5 separate regions of the Mus musculus genome follow, and regions 2, 3, 4 and 5 are each linked to region 1. Evidence: chromatin contacts called from public Hi-C, HiCAR-type and HiChIP or PLAC-seq data. All regions are on one chromosome and are shown on one strand. Each heading gives the region's core, a stretch centred on a gene start, on an enhancer-like site or on the middle of the called end of the contact. The rest is flanking DNA. Distances are from core to core; before and after follow the strand shown.

Region 1 (3,591 bases), core at 268-2,767:
AGTTACCTGACCTGCTCACCCGGACAGTTCTGACCACAGCTCAAATTAGACTTGAAATCAGCCATTTTCTCCACCCGCCCCACACTTTCTAAACTCTTCTGTGTATTTACATATGGCTCCTTTTGCACTTGAAACTGAACCTTTACGTGATAAAATTATTCATTTTAAATGCACAAACATCGGGGATTTTTCACACTATCTTGTGGAGCTTAGCTGGTGTGTTCAGACATTCGCCTTCCTTTTGTCTAGGCTGGGCTTGTTTTACCCACTCCTCCTCACACTCCTCCTTCATCCTTTTATCACGAATTCACAACCTAACTACTCCCCAAAATGTCTTTCTGTACTGAAGCAGATTTAGTCCTCTCTCCTCGCTCTTAAGAATTTGGAGACTAAGTTATAGGTTCCAACATCAAGTTGAGCATCTGCAAATTTTGTTCTTTTTTTTTTTTTTTTGGGGGGGGGGGGGTTCTCTTGGTTTTGCCGCGGCACTCTTTAAATGTTCAATCTCAGCAGCCACCAAGATGAACAAGCAAAAAAAAAAAAAAAAAAAAATCAGTACCGAGGGAGTTTCCATTGATTTCCAGTTTTTGTTCCACCACAAATAGGTCACCGGCTCGCAGAGCATAAAACAGCCTGACTGGCGCTGACAACCCAAAGATAGTGGGCTGAGCCACTACAAATGCTTCTTGCCTTCTTTCCCATCTATGCGAACAAGTTCCAGCCCGCCTCCGGCTCAATCAAGCGCAACTCCCTAAATCCTAGAGCGAGAGCAGTCCTGGGGCATCTGGCTTAGGCTTGGCCGGCTCAGGGACACTGCCAGGCGGTGGGCTGAGCTCCGCTGGACACCGCCAAGTGGCCTGAGGCGTGCCCGCAGCGCTTGCGGAGCAGGAGTCTGGCGCCAGGCGGGGAGACTGTGCTGCCCCTGGCCGCAGTTGCCTCTGCCCCCAGGTGTCCCTTGTCAGCGCCGGAGCGAGTGAGCAAGTGAGCAAGTGAACCCAGTGGACTCCACCTTCCGCGCGAGGCGTGGATTTCGCTCCATCCTCGCTTACATAAGGCGGGCGAGCGCGCTCCCGCCGCCGCTTCCCCCCGCGCGGAGTGGGGCCGCGCCCTCCACGCCTCCTCTGCGAGCGCCACCCAGGACCCCCGCTCGCCCCACTCCTGGAGGCGACAGTCGCTGGACCGTCGGCGGGCGGGCGGCAGCCCGGGAGTCTCTCCGGCACAGAAGCGCAAGGATCAGAGCGGGGAGCGCCTCGCTGGCTCGCCACTCCTCCCGCTCTTGCCACCTCCCCATCCCCGGCGCCTGTGCGATCCGAGCGGGCGCGGGGACCCGAGAGCAGCGCCCGCTCGGCTGGCGGCGGAGCTGCGGGAGCTGTGGTGGTGGCCGCGCTACACCTCCCAGCACTTCCCGAGTGGGGGCAGAGCATTAGCAGCCGGGAGACGTCAGTGGCTAGGCGCAGTGGACGAGGGACCTTCAAACTCCTCCTCGGAGGCTCCTCTCCACCCCCTTTGGCCCCTGCCCTTGGAGAAAGTGGAGTGTGGCGCTCAGGCTGCTGTTATTTCTCAGGACTGCCTGGCGGTGGCCGGATCCAGCCTCCTGCCTGGCTGGGCTTTCGGCTGTTTGCGCGTCTCCTGGTGGCGTTTCCCTTCCCCGTACACCTCTGCCGACGATGAGGAAAGGTCTGAGGGCGACAGCGGCCCGCTGCGGACTGGGACTAGGATACTTGCTGCAGATGCTTGTGTTACCTGCCCTGGCCCTGCTAAGCGCCAGTGGCACCGGCTCCGCCGCTCAAGGTAAGAGGGTCTTCAGGGCGCGGCAGTCACCTCCCTTTGCTTCTGTCTTCCCTCTCTTCTACCTCTATTTGTCCCCGGCGCTCCTTGATTCCTCACCTGCCTAGTTGCCCCCAATGGAAACCACTTTAAATCCCACTTTCCCAACTAGTTAAGAAACCAGATTTTCAGTCTTAGCTCTGGATCTGGGTAAGGATGGACCCGGGGTGTGTTAAGTGTAGCTGCTGTCTCGGTGCCTGTGGGATCCTGGAGTGTCTTTTGCACTTTCAGACCCACAGACGCACGGTTTTGAATATTGTGTAGCCGGGGGTTTCCAGAGGCACTGATAGTGGCGTTGTGGTATGTGCCCCAATATGTGTAGTGTGCCGAGGCTTCTCGCTGTGCGCGATGGCTGCGCTTGCAGGGTTTTCTTCCACCTCCGCTAAGGAAATATGTCCATTACCGCCAAGGACCCATAGGCGCTGGTGCCCCTAGACTGCTGATGGGGCGCTATGGAGATGCTCAATTCGCCCAGAAAGGACAGGCTCCGGGTGTGCCTGCTTCTCCACTCACAACCTCTTCGTGTCCCGCTCCGGACAGGCGATCCTTGAAAAACTTCAAAACCACAGCTCTAGTGGGTGACTCTAGCTGTTCGAACCAAATCTGCAACTCTCTGGGGGAAAGGACGCTGCTAACCAGTTTATAACTGACATTTTAATGCGTGTAAGCCTCGAAGTGTGTGGCACTCTGAGCAAAGCCGGAGTAGGAGGACAGTGGTCCAGAGTTGGGAATGTCTTGTACGGGTAGAGGGAAGACACCTAGACTGAGGTTCATCTTGGAGGCTTCTTTCTTGTTCATTGAGTTTTAGAGGGAGGTGCAGCTCCCAGACTTATTCAAACCAGTTCCCACCCAGATCCTTCTTTGCCATTTTAAAGATTTATTTATTTATTTATTTATTTATTTATTTATTTATTTATTGTCTATAGCCAGAAGGCAACACAGCTTTGCCTGGAGAGAGAGGCAACAATTCAGAACCAGCTCAGAGACCTTCCCTTTTCTACACACACACACACACACACACACACACACACACACTTCTTTGTGAATTTGGAGAGTTTGGGGGGAGGAGCAGCAACCCTCCTTCCATGATGCTCACAGACTGGTTTATTCCAACTGCAGCCTGCATTTCCTAAAATCTACAGGCACTGATGCAGGGAGGTGGGTGCTGAAAGAAAGCCCAGAGGCCAGGCAAGCCTGGTCCTCATGAGGAGGTATGCGATGAGCAAGGCAGTGTGAATCTGAGATAGCTACTTAGGGAGTAAATTGCTCCTGCTACACTGCTAAGTGGCCATGCTCATAAATCCTGCCTTCCTTTCTGGACAGACGCTTCCTACCCTTGTGGGTCAGCTCTGGTTTGCTTATGCACACATCCAGAGCACCTCTGACCATGTTCAAGGGAATCCGTGCTAGAAAGCCTAGAGTTCTTGAAAGTGGTGAGAAGTTTTCAGGACTCTAGCCAGAAATGCTTCCAGGAGGATCTTAGGAAGCCAACGTGGACAACGATCTTAGGAAGCCTAAGGGTTCTGGAATCAGCTGTATGAGTCCTGCTGGAATTCGGTGTCATTTTTCTGTGCACAAAGGACTAAGCCACTGGGGGGTGAGGGGAAGGGTTTGGGAAAAGGAAAAGTTAAAAGTCCCCAAAGATGCAAAAAGGAGGCAGGATCCCTGTGGAGAGCTTACAACAGCCAAATTAAAAAGACTGGGTAGGAGAAGGATCGATGAAGATAATCAAACAGGGGACTGTAAGTGGATTAATATTGAAAG
Region 2 (3,726 bases), core at 1,106-3,605, 130 kb after region 1:
GGAATTTTGAAGATTAAGACATGACTAATGTTAAAATGGCCAATGGCAGTTGCAGGAAGACTTTATTCAGAGCTGTGATAAGATCTTAGGAAGCAGGTCAATAGGTTCTTTCTTGCAGCAAGGAAAAACCTGGGGTCCATTGCAACCCAGCATGGAAATGTGGGCATCACAGCAGGGTTCAATATGAGGGTAGTGGGTGGAAAATTACTAAAATTATTATGAGGAACACCCCAGACATAAACAGGATTCTGGCTAAACAAGCCCAGCAGGGTCCTTGCTGCATAGAGACAGGGTGAGAAGACACTGCTTAGAATGTGGGAAGACGAGAACTCTGATCATATGACATGGATATTTAGAATAATCAGGTAGTAGGAATTCTACCTAGCCTTACTCAGCAGGCTTCTCTGCTGAGACTAGGTTTCATGTGGAAGTGCACAGATGGGTCTAACAGGAGATTTTGAGGCATGACTAATGTTTGGCTCAGCAAAGTGTCTTTGTCAATAAAGAAAATAGGGCATGCAAAAATGTATAGACTAAATGGCACCAAAAGTTAGCAGCTAATAGAATCTCTGAAAGGCTCATATTTTATAAAATTACTTGTGTAGTTTTATAGCCACAGCTGTAGCACCCCTTTGAAAGAGTTAAGTGGGCCTGTGACAACTCAGGTAAAGGATCAACAAGATAAATCCTTTGTGGCTTGGGCTCAGGCAGACTCATCATCAAGGGAGAGGCTTAAGGTTATATGAATTTAATATGATGAGTAAATATTATTGTACTGAAGATTTGGACTTTATCTTATTTTCCCACTTGTAAAAGAAAGGTCACAATAATCTCCAAAATTCTTTTCTTTATCTTTCCAGCATAATTATCTGGATCATTTTCTCTCCTTCACTGCACTGTATAACCTTCTTGAAAATGTGTTTAAGTTCAAAGACATTTTATTGAACCTGAATAAATTACCTCAAACTCCTGTTATGGATTTCTGCCTGCCCATTTGCATCATGTGGATGAAGTTATAGGCATTAATATTCTCTTATGGAAGGGAATTAACTGTATCTTTGGCAGGTACACTTGATTAGGATATAATATAATGGTTGGAGGAACCTGACAGTCTAAAGTGTTTATATGCACATAACCGCACAGGAATAAGCTGTATATTCACATTAAACACAGAAGGTTTAGGGTTTAAGTATTTTAGATGCTGGGCAATTTCTTCACATTCTTTATTTGCTATAACATCTGCTAATAAAATCAGATAGGACAAAAATGCTCAAATTATATTCTCTAGAAGAATACACATCACACAATCATTTAAGAGCTATTAAGTTCCCTGCTTACCATGTCTTGGAAACCAGTAGGTAGCAAAGCAAGAGAGCATAGCATAGAAGCTGTTGTTGGCCCAATAGACTGTTGGAAGCATGCCAGCTTTTTCGTTAATGTGATTTCCCCAACTTACTTGATCACATCTATGTTGTTACGTTAAGGTTTTTCTCTCAGTCTACTACTGGGGACATGGGGAGGAAACTTGAGATTCTAGAGAACTGATACAAGAATTACCCCTTGGGCTGGAGAGATGGCTCAGCTGTTAAAGGCTAAGCTCACAACCAGAAATATAAGAATTACCCGTGTGTGTGTGTGTGTGTGTGTGTGTGTGTGTGTGTGTGTGTGTATGTATAAAAGTCTTTAACAAATGCCTTGATCTCTTCATCTGTGTATGAAAGAAACATGGTATGCTGTTTGGGATGGAATATTAGTTTTTCAAAAGAAAATGCTATTGGTCTAATGTATTTAGAAAAAAAAAGGAAAAGAAAGAAAGAAACAGATAAATCTCAACCTACATTCGTGTCTTAGTGGAAATTCAGTTACAGTCTTTACTTGATGGTAAGAACTCCTAATGTGAAGATTGTACCTCTTGTATTCCAGAAACCCAGGAATATAAGACACTCAGTTAACACCTGTCTACTGTGGGAACAACAGTACCTATTTCCCAGCTCTTATAGAGTCCCTCAAGAGAACTCAGTGAAATTATTTTCAACTCTTTGGTAAAAACATGGGTTTTGGTTAATATTACTATTGTTAAAAAAAAGAAGAAGAAGAAGGAGAAGAAGAAGGAGAAGAAGAAGAGTGGGACAGTGCTCAGAAACACTTCCCAATCCTTTAGATTTTCATCCCCTGCACTGGAAAGATGAATTCACTTGATTGTTCTAAATTATCTTTTAAAAAGGCAAAGGTAATGAGGACCGCTACACAACTGTGGCATAATCAGAATAATTAGATGTTAGATCAGATCTGGTTGATGAGTGGCAATTCTGCAAAGAGGTCTTCTGTGGGAATATGCTGGGAGCTGGTGGCCTAGAGCAGCCAGGCTGAGGAGACAGCAGGGAATTTAGGTCAGTGCTCTCATCTCTGCAGAGAGGCCCAGAAAGCAGCCTGCTTGGTTTGCAGTTGTGGTGTTATGAGAGGTATTAAGAGCAGAACACGAGGAGTCACTCAAGAAACCTGCACAAGATATACCTCAGGATTACTAAAGCAACCAATGACTCTCTAATGTGAAAGTTGCTGCAAGACCCAAAGGCTGGGATACAGCAAGAGTATTCACATATGAGTTCAGGGACTAGAGTGTAAGAAAGAAAGAAGATGTGTTTGCCCAAAGGTACCAAGGGATGCTTATATTTTTCATTCACCAAGATTTGTCTTATCTGTAAAAGAAGAGCTTCCCTGGTTCTTGGGCATGGGAGGTAAGAATTAGAGCAGTGTTTATGTTGCCCTAGTCTTATGGGCTAAGGCAATTAAATCATTTATGGAATCAGTCATGAATTGTAAATTTTTCAGGCATCAGAAGTTAGAGGGAGAGGTGTATAAATTCTCATTTTTTGGTTAGATCTTGCCAAATGCAACTTCTTCTAATATAGCATACACAGTGTATTAATTTACCCAACAATCCTTTGTCACACATCCATTAATGTGTGCCAGGCACAATTCTCAGAACTTGCAGAACAACTACAAAATGAAGGTCAGTTCCTTCAATGGCGGATACTCTAAAGCACAGGGAAAAGCAAGGTAAGATGACAATAATGGGTGAAAAGAAAAGAAAGCCTTGAAAAACTACTGATCCACAGTTAGGACCTCTATGTGTGGAGGACTCTGGGAGAAGAGTGATGAGGAGCAATCAGGCTGAGGAGACTCTTGCAGCCCCTAAGCCCATCTGTGAAATATTAGCATCTGAAGAAATAAGATTTCAAGTCGAGTGGTGACATGATCAGAATTTCATGTTGAGGGGGGTGGGGGTAGGGACTCATTCTATAGCATTGCGGAGAATGGATGGAGTGAAGACAAGAGGCGAGGGGAGGCTGGAAGAGCGGGCACTCCTGGAGCAGTTCCCAGGAAATGGTAATGAAGGCGGAAGCTGCGTGGTGGCAGGAGGACACCAGTGGGAGGAAAAATAATGACTAGTTCAGGATCCCCTGTTGGAAACCTGTACAAAGCTCCAAGTTAATAAACAACTGTATGTATACCCTCAGCTACTGCCTAGCCAACTTTGCCGATTACACAAACAGAGAGAAAAGACTGTGATACAGTTTAATTGTGAATTCTTAGCATGCCTAATTTTCTCCAGTGTAGTCCAAGTCCATACTGTGACACATGAATTATTTAAAATGCATACACTTTTCCTGTAGTGTACAGATTTATGGGTCGATAGAGCAGAGTCTGATGCTAAACATATGT
Region 3 (3,546 bases), core at 441-2,940, 250 kb before region 1:
CTGGTTCTGGATCAGTCGTAGCAAACTGAGCTGCGTCCTCCACCTCTTTCTTCACATCTGCATCAATTTCTTTCAATTCTTCAATATTGCTGAGGTTGTTGCTGATAATTCTCTCTCGGAGCAGCATTATAGGATCACTCTTACTTCTCACGTTATGAACTTCTTCTCGTGAACGATAACTGATCCCTGGGTCGCTCATACTGTGTCCATGATAACGGTAGGTCTGCAGCTCCATCACAATGGGCCCCTTTCCAGATCTGCAGTGATCAGCTGCAAACTTGGTTGCCTCCCGAACACAGAGAATATCCATCCCATTCACCCTCAGTCCGGGGATAATAAAACCTTTCTTGTGGTAATCAGTACTGGCTGCTGATCTCTCGTTGGAGGTTCCCATTCCATAGAGGTTATTCTCACAGATGAAAACACAGGGTAATTTCCACAAGGCTGACATATTGTATGCTTCGAATACCTGCCCTTGGTTAGCCGCACCATCGCCGTACAAAGCCAAGCAGACCTGACCATTCTTCAGGTATTTACAGGCAAAAGCCACACCAGCTCCCAGGGGTACCTGGGCCCCAACAATGCCATTGCCACCGTAGAAGTTCTTGCCGTACATGTGCATGGAGCCTCCCTTGCCTTTAGCACAGCCTCCTTTGCGTCCAGTCAGCTCGGCGAGAATGGACTTCACGGACAGTCCTCGCGTGTAGCAGAAGCCATGAGCCCGGTAGGACGTGATGACGTGATCCGTGGGATTTATCCCTGCCTCCAGCCCCACGCAGCAGGCTTCCTGCCCATCACACAGGTGACAGAAACCACGGATGAATTTCTGCTTATACAGCTGGTCGGCCTTCAACTCCATGCGCCGAATTACCTGCATGGTCCGGTAGTACTTGAGGGCCTCGGCTCGGGTGAGCACGGTGGAGGTCGGTGGGCCCTCCTCCAGCCGGTACAGGTCACATTTCTTAATGTCACAGGTGGCGTCGTTGGAGAACTTCAGAGATGACAGCAGTCCTCTGAGAGCTGGCTTTTGGACCATTCCCGAAAATACGTGAGACAGCACAGCGGTCAGCATTTTCCTCATGGAGAAACGCGAGGCACAACGGTAGCGGCTCGGCTCCCAACGATCACTCAGTGGCTTTTAAGATGGCTGCCGAGCTCCTCTGATGCAACAATAACGGGATGCAAACGCGTTGCCTACGTCAGCAAGCTGGAAGCCACGCCCACGGGGCCTGCTCCTCTGATGCTTCTAACTGGAAAGGGAGGATCTCCCACACTTTCCTCCTATTTAACATCATGGTTGCCACTCACACAGCAACTGAGTGTCTTTTCCCTGTACAACTCAAAAAAGTCCTGGCAGGGTAGGGACATAGCCTACTGTGCAGAGCTTTTGGGTTCCATCCCAGCACCTCTAAACTCAGACAGTAACTGTGCCACACATACCTGTAATCTCAGACACTAGGCATTGAGGTTTGTAGGAGCCGGACTTGAATCCTATTCTCAGTCAGTTTGTGGTCTCTTTGGCCTCAAAATGAGGGGCGGTGGAGAGGAGGAAAAGAGGAGAAGGAGGAAGGGCAGGCAGGAGGGAAGGAGGGAGGGAGCAAAATGACATCATTCTTTCTTCTACCTTTTCGTTTTTAAAAGAAAAAAATAACAACATCTTAACATTTATTGAAAAGTATGTACAAATACAGAAACACTCATAGACAATTCGATCACGGACTTCTACTTGTTTATATACTGTCCTGGTGCATTCGAGGTCATGTTTTCTAATGAGGAAACGGTTTGAATAATTTGTGATTTTCTTTTTTTTTTTTTTTAAGGTCCTAGTAGATAGGTTTTTCTCACTCCTTCCATTCCTCTGGTTGTTTTTGATCTTTAAAGTACACTTGGTAAGTTTATTCCATCCTATCCTATTTTTATTTAATGAAAAAGAAATTTGCAAATTATCTGTAGTTTAAACTGTTTAAATGCTAGCTTTTCAAGATAACCTTGCCGCTAAAATGTTTAAAACAATAGTTAATATTCTTAAAGACAATGCAGTTTTTATTCTCCTACTCTGTCATAATCTGGAGGAAGCAGAACATCAGCCTGAGGGCATTAAAGCTTTATATCACGTAGGCACTTTGAATTTTCAGCTGTTCAGGCTTCTTTACCCATTGTGACAGTTCTGAATTGTGCCTGGTATTTGTTGTTGTTGTTGTTAGTTTGTTTGTTTGTTTGTGTTGAGATGCCAAATCTTTTAAGTTCAGACTCCATTCTAGAGAACCTGACTTAAGTTTGAACTCTAGTAAACTTAACAGGTTGGTACCTAACATTAGTTTCCAAGTTGCCCCCCAACAAAACCTGAGCCTAGCTCCAGTCTCTAGGCTAATCCCCAACAAGACCAGAGTTTAAAGGTTACACCATCAACAAGACCAGTGTCTCCAGGTTATTCCCCGAAACAAACCTGCACCCCAGGTTATAAGCCCTTCCCCTTACCCAATGACCACCAATGCAAAGGGGAGCAAAAGTTAAGTTTATGATGTACTCCCAGCACCAGCCAATTATGTTAAAGGCCACATCAGCTTTCCAGTTAGATGATTGCACACATACTCCCTGCTTGCTCTTTACTATAAAGCCTTGCTCCAATAGACATTCTGGGCTCTCCCACAACCAAAGCCATCTTGCATGATAGTGGTGCATTGGGGGAGGGGGGCAAGCTAGCTTGAATAGAATAAGGACCCTGCTGTGAGTTGCATCTGATTAGATCCTGTCTGGTTTTGGAGATTACTAACATTTCCCTGGCACAAGTTTGTTTGGGGACATTTTTTAAACATTTTTGTTTACATTTCTTCTGTTATCTCTAAAGTGAGCATGGTTTTTCTTATACTGAAAAATATCACGAATTGGCCTCCAAAGATTCTCATTTGCTTGTGTATTTTGCTTGAAATTAATAAAAAAAAAATCAATCTTAGTAAGGGAAATATAGAACCTTGTGTGTGTGTGTGTGTGTGTGTGTTAGGGGTTTGTCACAGCTCATGTGTAAGAGGAAAACTTTGTTAGGTCCAAAGCATTGCCGCCCTCTCCCCACCCCCCCAAAAAAATAATAAAACAAACTAACAAAACAGACAAAAACCAGGAGTGTAGGATATAGTGTCCTAAACAAAAGAACTTTGGTTGGGTAAAGAGAAGTTTAAAGACAATTTTCTGTCCACCATAAAAGCAGATCCCTTAAGGCAATGTTTCCATTTAACAGGAACCACCTTATCCTTTCCCAAAAGGTCAATTACCTTTGGCCAAGGTACCCAGTGTCCAGTCAGTCTGCACTCCTGTATCAGCTCCAATGTCCCCATCCTGCACATAAACTTTACTTTTCTGTCATTTTGCTCTCCTCCCACCCCCAGATATGTCCTTGGCAGTTTGGTCCCCAATAAACCTCTCATCCTATGTATGGAGCATCCTAGTTTGGAGGCTTTACTCGGCCCTGGTTTACAAACCTGGGGAGCTGCTTGTTTCCTCCCACCTTTACTTGAGCTCTGGCCATGAGGCTTTGACCTAATGAGCCAT
Region 4 (3,803 bases), core at 950-3,449, 200 kb after region 1:
GTCTCCTCTTTCTGTCCCTTCTTCCAGAATGTCTCCTGAGCCTTAGAGGGAAAGATATAGAAGAAACAAACAAACAAAACAACTAATAAATAATCTTGCACTGTTTTAGAAGGAGCAGGATATCAAAAAAGATATTCTCTCAAATCCTTTTATGTGATTCATATAATCATTATCAAAAATGCATAGCTCTCAGCTTAATATGAGCACTTAAAGTTTGATTTTTATAACTTACCATGGAATATTGCTGTAGCAACAAATTAAAAGGATGTTGTTAAAAAAGACATTCGAGTTATAAACAATCCACTTGCTAAATCATCTTATGTTCAATGAATCTCGAACCACCCAAAGACTTGGGTCATCCTGAGATACAACATTTTGTTGTTTTCAGAAGCCTGAATTTTTGCAGTGCTTTGGCCAGTGAATCAATAATAAACACAGCACAGGCCAGCAAAGGCAGGCAATTTGTGTCTGTTTTGTGCCATGGCAAACCTGTGGAGCCAGCTGTCTGCCAGAAACTCCCCTCCCCAAATGCAAATACTGCAGACAATGATCAGTTCATTATACAGTGAAACAGCCAAGAAGAACCATTATGGTGATTGAAAACACTTGCTAGGGCAAGTGCTTTCCTGGCCCAGTCAACCAGCTGGCAAAGGTAGTTGGGTTAGACTTTCTGTACATGCTTAACTCCAGTGTTGATGCTAACTCAAACTTCGGTGTGAATGGTGCCCTCTAGAGTTGTCTAGTATATTATCCCACACTGATGTAGGACAGGAAGGGCTACTTTTCATGAATGTGACCTTTGTCCTCCCAAATAACAGCTCATTCCTCGGTGTTAATCTTCTTCCCAGCATATCAAAATCTCAGGTTTCTTCTAAGTTGCCCAGACTTCCATCATGTGCTCATCTTAACCAGTAACTATGGTCAAAATGTGGGTATGCTGAGAGACGGCAGAGGAAGTGATGGGAGCCTCAACCACAGGGGCTGAGAAAATGGGGATCTGGTTATAATACAAGCAAGAAGTAGATGAGAGGAAAGTAAAACCAACACATCTCCCCTAGCTCCCACTTAACAGTTAATAAAAGTCTGAGAGAGTTCAGGGATGTGTGTGGACTATGTAGGTTTGCAGCAATAAATGTAGGGTGCTATTTTTCCTGGCCTATTTATTGCTGGGAAGGGTGAGAACTGTAGGTAATAAGCTATATGGAATTTGTTTGTTTGTTCACTCAGTATATGGAAGAACCAGCAGTGAACAGATAAGCTGATATTGAGCATAATAAGGATATGTTTAGAGTCTTTGACTTGGTAATATTCAGTTGATTTTCCAGCTTGTGAAGAATATGAAGCTTGGTTTTCTTGATAGATCTTACAAGTAGAGCCCTCCCTGGAGAACTGGCGTGATTTCTGAGAAACAAGCTAATTGCCTTGATTCTTTGCACTTCCAACTGCTGAAAGGGGATACTGTGCTTTGATTTGGATGTAGCTCTAGTTTAGGGAGAGCAAACTACCTCTTTGGCCTGAGTGGCTGTGTGTTTCAGAAAGTCATAGGCATAGGATATAGAGGAAGCCCAAGCTAAAAGGGCGACATTTCCATGGTGGCTGCTTGATTCCTTACCCACAGCTGCACAAGGACCCTATCCTTGAACACGTTCTTAACTTCGTTTTGTTTACTTTGTAATTTGGTTTTGCAGCAGTCCATCTTGAAGGCTACAGAAAGGATAATGATTTCACAAGAACTTGAGTTGAACCCAAGCGGAAGAAGAGGGAGTTAAGAGATCTGCCCCTGAAATCAACCTGCTCATTTAAAGTAGATTTGCAGAAAAGCAGCCCGAGAAAACAGCAAATCAGTCTGCCTTATCTAAAAGGGATAAAATCATCCCCACAGGAGGAAGTGTGTAACCAGACCCGCCAGTTTATCACCTCTTCACGAGACCTTGAAATAGCTCTATGAATTTATATTGTTTCCGAAAGACATATGAGCCCTGCTGTCGTACCCTGTCCCACTGTGAGCCTTGAAATCAATCCATTGCTCTTTCAAACTTTGGGAAAACGACAGGCTGCTAACGTCGGCGAACTCTCGGCACTCACAAATGTGTTTTCACTCCTCCAGTTTACTGAAGTGGAAGACAGGAAGGACATGCTTTTCTCAAAAGAGCCACATAGGCTCAGAGACCTCTATTTTGCAGACATGAGTGCCTTTTGCCTCCCTAACATGAGCAGCTGTGCCCTCTCCAGTCCCACAAATCACCACCTCCTCTGTATTAGCCAATGCAGTCAACTCCTGTTTCCCTTTGGAGATTTGATGAAGGTTCAAGCATGCCCTCCTCCCACAGTCCAACAGGCCAGGGCTGGATCTTCAGTGCCTGCCACACCACAAATCATCCTCCCTACCTTAGGTTCCATGCGTTTTTTCATGTTGCCTTAGTTGATTGTCATTTACTTGATGGGAATTTTACCAGTGTCAATACCTCACTGTGGAGCAGCAAATGTCTTATGGGTTACTAGACATACTCTACACTGTAATGTTTTATTTTTTTCTATATGGACATAATTTGATATGCTGTTTCTTCAACTTAGCATACACAATACCTTTTTTGTTTTGTTTTTGTTTTTTGTTTGTTTGTTTTCGGTTTTTTGTTTTTTGTTTTTTTTTTTGTTTTGGGGTTTTTTTGAGACAGGGTTTATCTTATAGCACTGGCTGTCCCGGAACTCACTTTGTAGACCAGGCTGGCCTCAAACTGAGAAATCCACCTGCCTCTACCTCCCAAGTGCTGGGATTAAAGGCAGGCCCTACCACCACCTGGCTACACATTACCTTATTGAATTAAAAATAACTTTATTATGATTACATTATTATTTATGCCTGTGTGTCTTTGTATGCATGAGTGCATGCTTGTGAGTGTGTATGTTTGTGTGTGTGTGTGTGGTGTGTGTGTGTGTGTGTGTGTGTGTGTGTATGTATGTTTGTGTGTAGGTACACTAGAAAGGCAGAAGAGAGAACTGGATCCCAGAGAGCTGGCATTAAAGGCAATTATAGGTCATATAATATGGGTGCTAGGAATTGAACAGTGATCCTCTAAAAGAGATACTAACATTCTTAACTTCTGAGCTATCTCACCAGCCCCCCAAATGAACTTTGACAGGCAACTAAAAGCAATTTATACAAGCATCTTCATAGAATTAGACAGTTCTATAATTAAAAAAAAAGAATAAAAACATATTACTGATATCTCTGAGGAGGCTAGGAAACATAGTTGTGTGATAACTGGGGGCATAGCTCTCATTTTTCCTATAATTAATAAATATATGTTTTTTTTTTCATAAGCAATTTCACAGAGTGGATAACATATCAGTGCTTCTTTAAGCCTAGATAATGACTGATAGTCATAAACTTTTCCTGGTATTTACTAGCTATGTATATTTCAGCCATTTAATTAATTTCTCTGCTGCTATTTTTATCTTTAGAATGGAGATAATGGTATTTTCCATGGATATATTGTAGGAAGTAACTGGGAGTCTATCTAACATCCTTAATGGGCTACCTGGCATTTTGTAAGTGCTTTATAGATGTTTGTTTGGTAGTCTTATTATAATTGCTAAATATAGCAATACAAGAAAATTTTTCTCAAGTACATTTCCAGGATGTGGAAGGCAAGATCCAGTGTAACACTTTTTTTTTTTTTAACCAAGCCATAAACATGTAGATATCTTTTCTAGCTCTTCTATTATAGATAGAAATGGTATTGGAGGCATGCACAAATGTTTAATACCTAAGTATTCATCTATGAGGTTTTAAAAGTTGTATC
Region 5 (3,882 bases), core at 1,246-3,745, 250 kb after region 1:
CTGATAGAGACATCTCATTTAGGACTGAGTCCTCTAAGGTCTCATATGCTCTGCACGTTGTCTAGCTAAGAGTCGCTATATCTGTTTCCATATTCTATAGGAGGAAGCTTCTTTGATGAGAGCTGAGCCTGATACTGATCTATGGTTATAGCAGAATGTTTTTAAGGGTCATTTTGTTGCTATGTTTTTAGAATAATAATGGTCCCCTATGTCCCTGATCTATCTAGTCTCAGGTTCTTGGCCAAAGGAGCAGTGTCACAGATTGGTTCTATCTCATGGAGTAGACTTTAAATCCAATCAGAACTTGGTTGGTTAGTCACTTGAATTTATTTCTGCATTCTCTGAAAGTTCTCACTATACAAGTTTGTGGGCTCAGGGAGCCCTGGGGAACAAGCCTGGAGCCTATGGGGTCAAGGTATACCCATACCCCAAAATATCTCCCTGAGATTGACAGTAGTATTGCTCCCCACTTGCCCCAGGCCTTTATGACCCAGTGCACATGGCCCTCTGCCGTAAGACCTTTTCCCACCTGAAAAGGTCATACAACCCAGTAGCCAGGTTAAACTTCCTAACCTCTTATAGGGTCATGTCCATCATCACCTGGAATTTTCTCCTTAGGCATATGAGGCATCCCCAGTGTCCTGGCTCAGGCCAATGATGTACACTTACCCCAATAGCCCTACTCACCTCGCAAAGGTTTAAATAGCATATGATCTCCTGAATAAAATGAGCTGTGTCACTTAAGATGCCTCTATAGGTTCTCTCCCTAAGCTCACTGCAAGGACATTGAGCTCCCAGGTGTCCTCAGTATCCATCGGTAGTGCTCATAGGCAATCTGCTATGAACACACTGCTACAGAAAGGGAAGTGGAGTCTGAATGGCACTTTAATTTTGTGGGGACTACCATGAATGGTATTATTTCTCTGAATTTTTTCCTAACATGTTTACTGTTGGTAAGTAGAAAGACTACTGATTTTTGTGTTAATTTTGTATCGTACTACTTTGCTGAATGTGTTTATTAGTTCTTGGGGCTGGTAGAGGATTTAGGTTGTTTTATAGAGAGAGAGATTCATCCTCTGCAAGTAAGGCTACTTTGGTTTCTTCCATTTCTAGTTGCATTGCTTTATATGCTTCTTGTGTCTTATTACTGTAGTCAAGACCTCAAGTGATTGTATTGAACATTAGTGGGGAGAGTGGGCACCCTTATACTCTTCCTGATTTTAGTGGAAATGCTTTAAATGTTTCTTCATTTACCAAAATGTTGATTATGAACTTTTTGTATATTACCTTTACTATGTTGACATATGTCTCTAGATTGGCCATAAATATAATCTTGAAGGGATGTTGGATTTTTTTTGTCAAAGACCTTTTCTGTATTTAATGACATTGTTTGGCTTCTGTCTTTGATTCTATTTATATATTGGTTTATTCTTATTAATTTATGTGGTATTTTGATACATTGATAAATCTGCAGGATGATTGTGAAAAATTGGTGTGAAACTTTTAAGAATTGACTTATAAAGAAGACCCTTGATACAACTAATTAACAACTTTAGGCTGGGTGATATTTATCCTATCTTTTCACCAATATGATTTAACAAAATACCCGACTTTAGTGAACTTTTAATATATAGTCATTTGATTGGACTACATATCAGGTTTCCATGGGAACATCAGCTTTTAAAATCAATGACATATGTTTGTGATCAAACTACTCTAAAATGCAGGTTTCATTGTTTTATTTATGGGGTCTCACAAGGAGCTCACTGATATCCATTTGAAACTCCCCATTACCAAGTGCACATTCATACTCGTTGTAAATGTTCTTGGTACAACAAGCGAATCATTCTGCTTCCCAAATCACAATGAATCCTATTAGAGTCACTAATGACTGCAGACTTCAAACAGCCTGCATCTCTGAGATGCCACTATTAAAGAAAGTGATGGGAAGTCTTTGATGTTATCAGATGTGATGGAAACTACTCATTTGTATTTGTGTAAATCCCGTAGCCCCCGCCCAACCTCCTAAATAACCTAAAACCTATTTCAAGTTCCCAAAGCGTCTTCAAAGCAGTTTTCCTTGGAAGTAATGCTGATGGCATTTCACATTTCAAGAAGGTTTGTTTCTTGCATCTCAGGACTTCAAGAAGATCTGAAATTCTGCTTTCAAAGAGAAAAGATATTGTTTTTACAGAAATCACTAGGATCTTGTTTGATGAGCAAAATGTCACAGGTAATAAAATTATCTGCAGCAATGAAAAAAATTGTACATAACTGTGCAGCTGAGAGCCTGAGTAACAAAGAAGATTTTAGGTAATCCAGAGCCCTAAGATTTAGATACTTCATGCTACAGTCCTTTCTTATTCTACCATTGACCAAATATTGGAATGTAAAGGCTGTAGGCCAAATAACTGTACACAACTGTAATTAGCTCATGCAGTCCTGAATGGGGTGTCTGTAAAACTGAAGACAGCCCTTCGTGTGTGCTGGACTCCAGCGCCCACAGGAAGCCTGGCTCACATAATTCAGAACATTCATACTACGTGTAGCTCCTGTAGCAGGAGGGTTGGTCTGTGGCTTCTTAAAAGGTTTCAGATTTGTGGTTACTAGAAACATTCATGAACCCATTCAGTCTCAAGGATACACTGTACCCGGTACAGTTCCACCAGCATTTAATTAGGTTTCCAGTAATTACTTCAAGTAAATGGGAGGGGAATGAAACCTGAGGTTATCATCTCAGGACACAAAATATTTGTATGTGGTTTTAATATCCGAAGCCCATTTGTTGCTGTTCTGTATTTTAGAAAGAGCCATTATAGTTAGAAGTAAATACACACTGTTGGTTTATCAGGCCGTTGGTGACTGTAAATTTCCTGCAACAACTTTAAAGGAAGAGTTTTATTTCTAGTAGCTGGACCTCCACATAAAGAGGGCATGTTTTAGCAAGAAAGCAGGCAAAAAGCACTAAATGCTGGAAAGTGCTGAGAAAACCAAGGTGGAGCTTGGGAAAGGAAAATGTGTTTCCTTATTTGACAAAGCATTCTAGATGTTAATGAGAAAACCTGAAGCAAGACTGGAAAACTGGGACCCAGGAAATATAAAGAAAAGCAGTGATTTTTTTGATGTGAAGATTTTTGTATTAGTTAGACATTGAAGGGTATAACTCTTTGTCATTTTCACAACTGGCCTGTGAAGTGTTGGACTATGCCATTAATTGAAATTATCTTTTAAGCAGGCTTTTGCATAAATATAAAAATTAATAATCTTGGAACTTTGAAATAACATTAAATTATAAACATCTGACAATAGAGTTTTCTGTTTGGGATCTTTTTCTGTCCTGGATATGTGATACAAGCTTTCCTAGGCTTCAATATAATTCAGGTTTCAGGAGATCTAAGGGTTTATGACTCAAACTCTATAAGTTCTTGGTAGAAAATACCATTCTTTCCTACATGGGAAGGTGCCTATATTTGTTGGGTGCCTATAAATTTCTCTGACATCTCTGAAATGATTTGAATACATTGAGGCGTTAGAATATATGTGGGGTAATCCTTTTTAGATCTCCAGAATTCATACCTTTTCCTGTCACCTGTAATAAAAGTATTTTTATACATCATAACACTTTGTAGCTTATTAAGCTCTTAATACACACATACACGAATACATAGATATTGCTTATCTCAATTATATATTCAATAGTCCTCTCTCCATCACATGCTATACATGGTTTTCTGAAAGAAATCAAAGTTATTAAGCACTATGTACAATAATTCTCCAATTTAGCAAACACTTTTTTTACTCAGTAGGATTGTTAAAGCCCTAAAACTGGCTGGTCCCATCCCCAACGTTTCCTATTGATTGAGTCTGGAGAGGATCTGAGAA

The links. A called contact is a pair of places that touch in the nucleus more often than the background predicts. HiCAR-type assays count read pairs that join an accessible place to other places. HiChIP or PLAC-seq counts read pairs in DNA pulled down with a chosen protein or histone mark.
Region 2: a Hi-C map of cerebellum shows a contact between it and region 1, with 2.4 times the contacts expected there. The contact joins the enhancer-like site here to the promoter of Unc5c in region 1. A contact is called at or near these places in 3 of 39 promoter capture datasets (the 3T3-L1 cell line and hippocampal neurons), 11 of 484 Hi-C or Micro-C datasets (the C2C12 cell line, the N1E-115 cell line, bone marrow-derived dendritic cells and 6 more) and 6 of 115 datasets of contacts at active chromatin or transcription factors (craniofacial prominence, embryonic midbrain, embryonic stem cells and 3 more).
Region 3: a HiCAR-type map of kidney shows a contact between it and region 1, with 4 times the contacts expected there. The contact joins the promoter of Pdha2 here to the promoter of Unc5c in region 1. A contact is called at or near these places in 3 of 39 promoter capture datasets (hippocampal neurons, liver and second pharyngeal arch cranial neural crest), 4 of 484 Hi-C or Micro-C datasets (cerebral cortex, cortical neurons, embryonic stem cells and 1 more) and 3 of 115 datasets of contacts at active chromatin or transcription factors (embryonic forebrain, kidney and neural progenitor cells).
Region 4: a contact with region 1 is called in a Hi-C map of nephron progenitors, with 4 times the contacts expected there. The contact joins the enhancer-like site here to the promoter of Unc5c in region 1. A contact is called at or near these places in 3 of 39 promoter capture datasets (the 3T3-L1 cell line and hippocampal neurons), 5 of 484 Hi-C or Micro-C datasets (the AML12 cell line, cerebral cortex, forebrain and 1 more), 5 of 115 datasets of contacts at active chromatin or transcription factors (embryonic limb bud, neural progenitor cells, neural tube and 2 more) and 1 of 9 other capture datasets (pancreatic islet).
Region 5: a contact with region 1 is called in an H3K4me3 HiChIP or PLAC-seq map of embryonic limb bud, with 3 times the contacts expected there. The contact joins the enhancer-like site here to the promoter of Unc5c in region 1. A contact is called at or near these places in 4 of 39 promoter capture datasets (the 3T3-L1 cell line, 3T3-L1-derived adipocytes, the C10 cell line and 1 more), 4 of 484 Hi-C or Micro-C datasets (DN3 thymocytes, the N1E-115 cell line and nephron progenitors), 4 of 115 datasets of contacts at active chromatin or transcription factors (astrocytes, embryonic limb bud, neural tube and 1 more) and 2 of 9 other capture datasets (liver and pancreatic islet).

What each region holds. Positions count from the first base shown.
Region 1 is chr3:141,464,047-141,467,637 of GRCm38.p6, forward strand. It overlaps Unc5c (unc-5 netrin receptor C), which reads left to right and starts at 1,518. Exons shown (of 16, transcript NM_009472.4): 1 at 1,518-1,791. The coding sequence starts at 1,668.
Region 2 is chr3:141,596,761-141,600,486 of GRCm38.p6, forward strand. All of the region lies in intron 1 of Unc5c (unc-5 netrin receptor C), which reads left to right. Among named protein-coding and RNA genes, the nearest start is that of Gm15689, 85 kb to the right of the region's middle. Within about 2 kb of position 2,356, at least 11 of the 459 cell types and tissues checked have an H3K27ac peak or open chromatin away from gene starts, as enhancers often do. A contact at or near this core is called in the N1E-115 cell line, cerebellar granule neurons, cerebellum and 1 more, where this site is marked.
Region 3 is chr3:141,210,665-141,214,210 of GRCm38.p6, forward strand. Pdha2 (pyruvate dehydrogenase E1 alpha 2) reads right to left here and starts at 1,691. Exons shown (of 1, transcript NM_008811.2): 1 at 1-1,691. The coding sequence starts at 1,081.
Region 4 is chr3:141,658,617-141,662,419 of GRCm38.p6, forward strand. The region is part of intron 1 of Unc5c (unc-5 netrin receptor C); the gene reads left to right. It overlaps Gm15689 (a long non-coding RNA gene), which reads right to left. Exons shown (of 3, transcript XR_003954683.1): 3 at 1-3,803. Among named protein-coding and RNA genes, the nearest start is that of Gm15689, 23 kb to the right of the region's middle. Within about 2 kb of position 2,200, at least 6 of the 459 cell types and tissues checked have an H3K27ac peak or open chromatin away from gene starts, as enhancers often do. A contact at or near this core is called in nephron progenitors, where this site is marked.
Region 5 is chr3:141,709,241-141,713,122 of GRCm38.p6, forward strand. The region is part of intron 2 of Unc5c (unc-5 netrin receptor C); the gene reads left to right. Among named protein-coding and RNA genes, the nearest start is that of Gm15689, 28 kb to the left of the region's middle. Within about 2 kb of position 2,496, at least 11 of the 459 cell types and tissues checked have an H3K27ac peak or open chromatin away from gene starts, as enhancers often do. A contact at or near this core is called in embryonic limb bud, where this site is marked.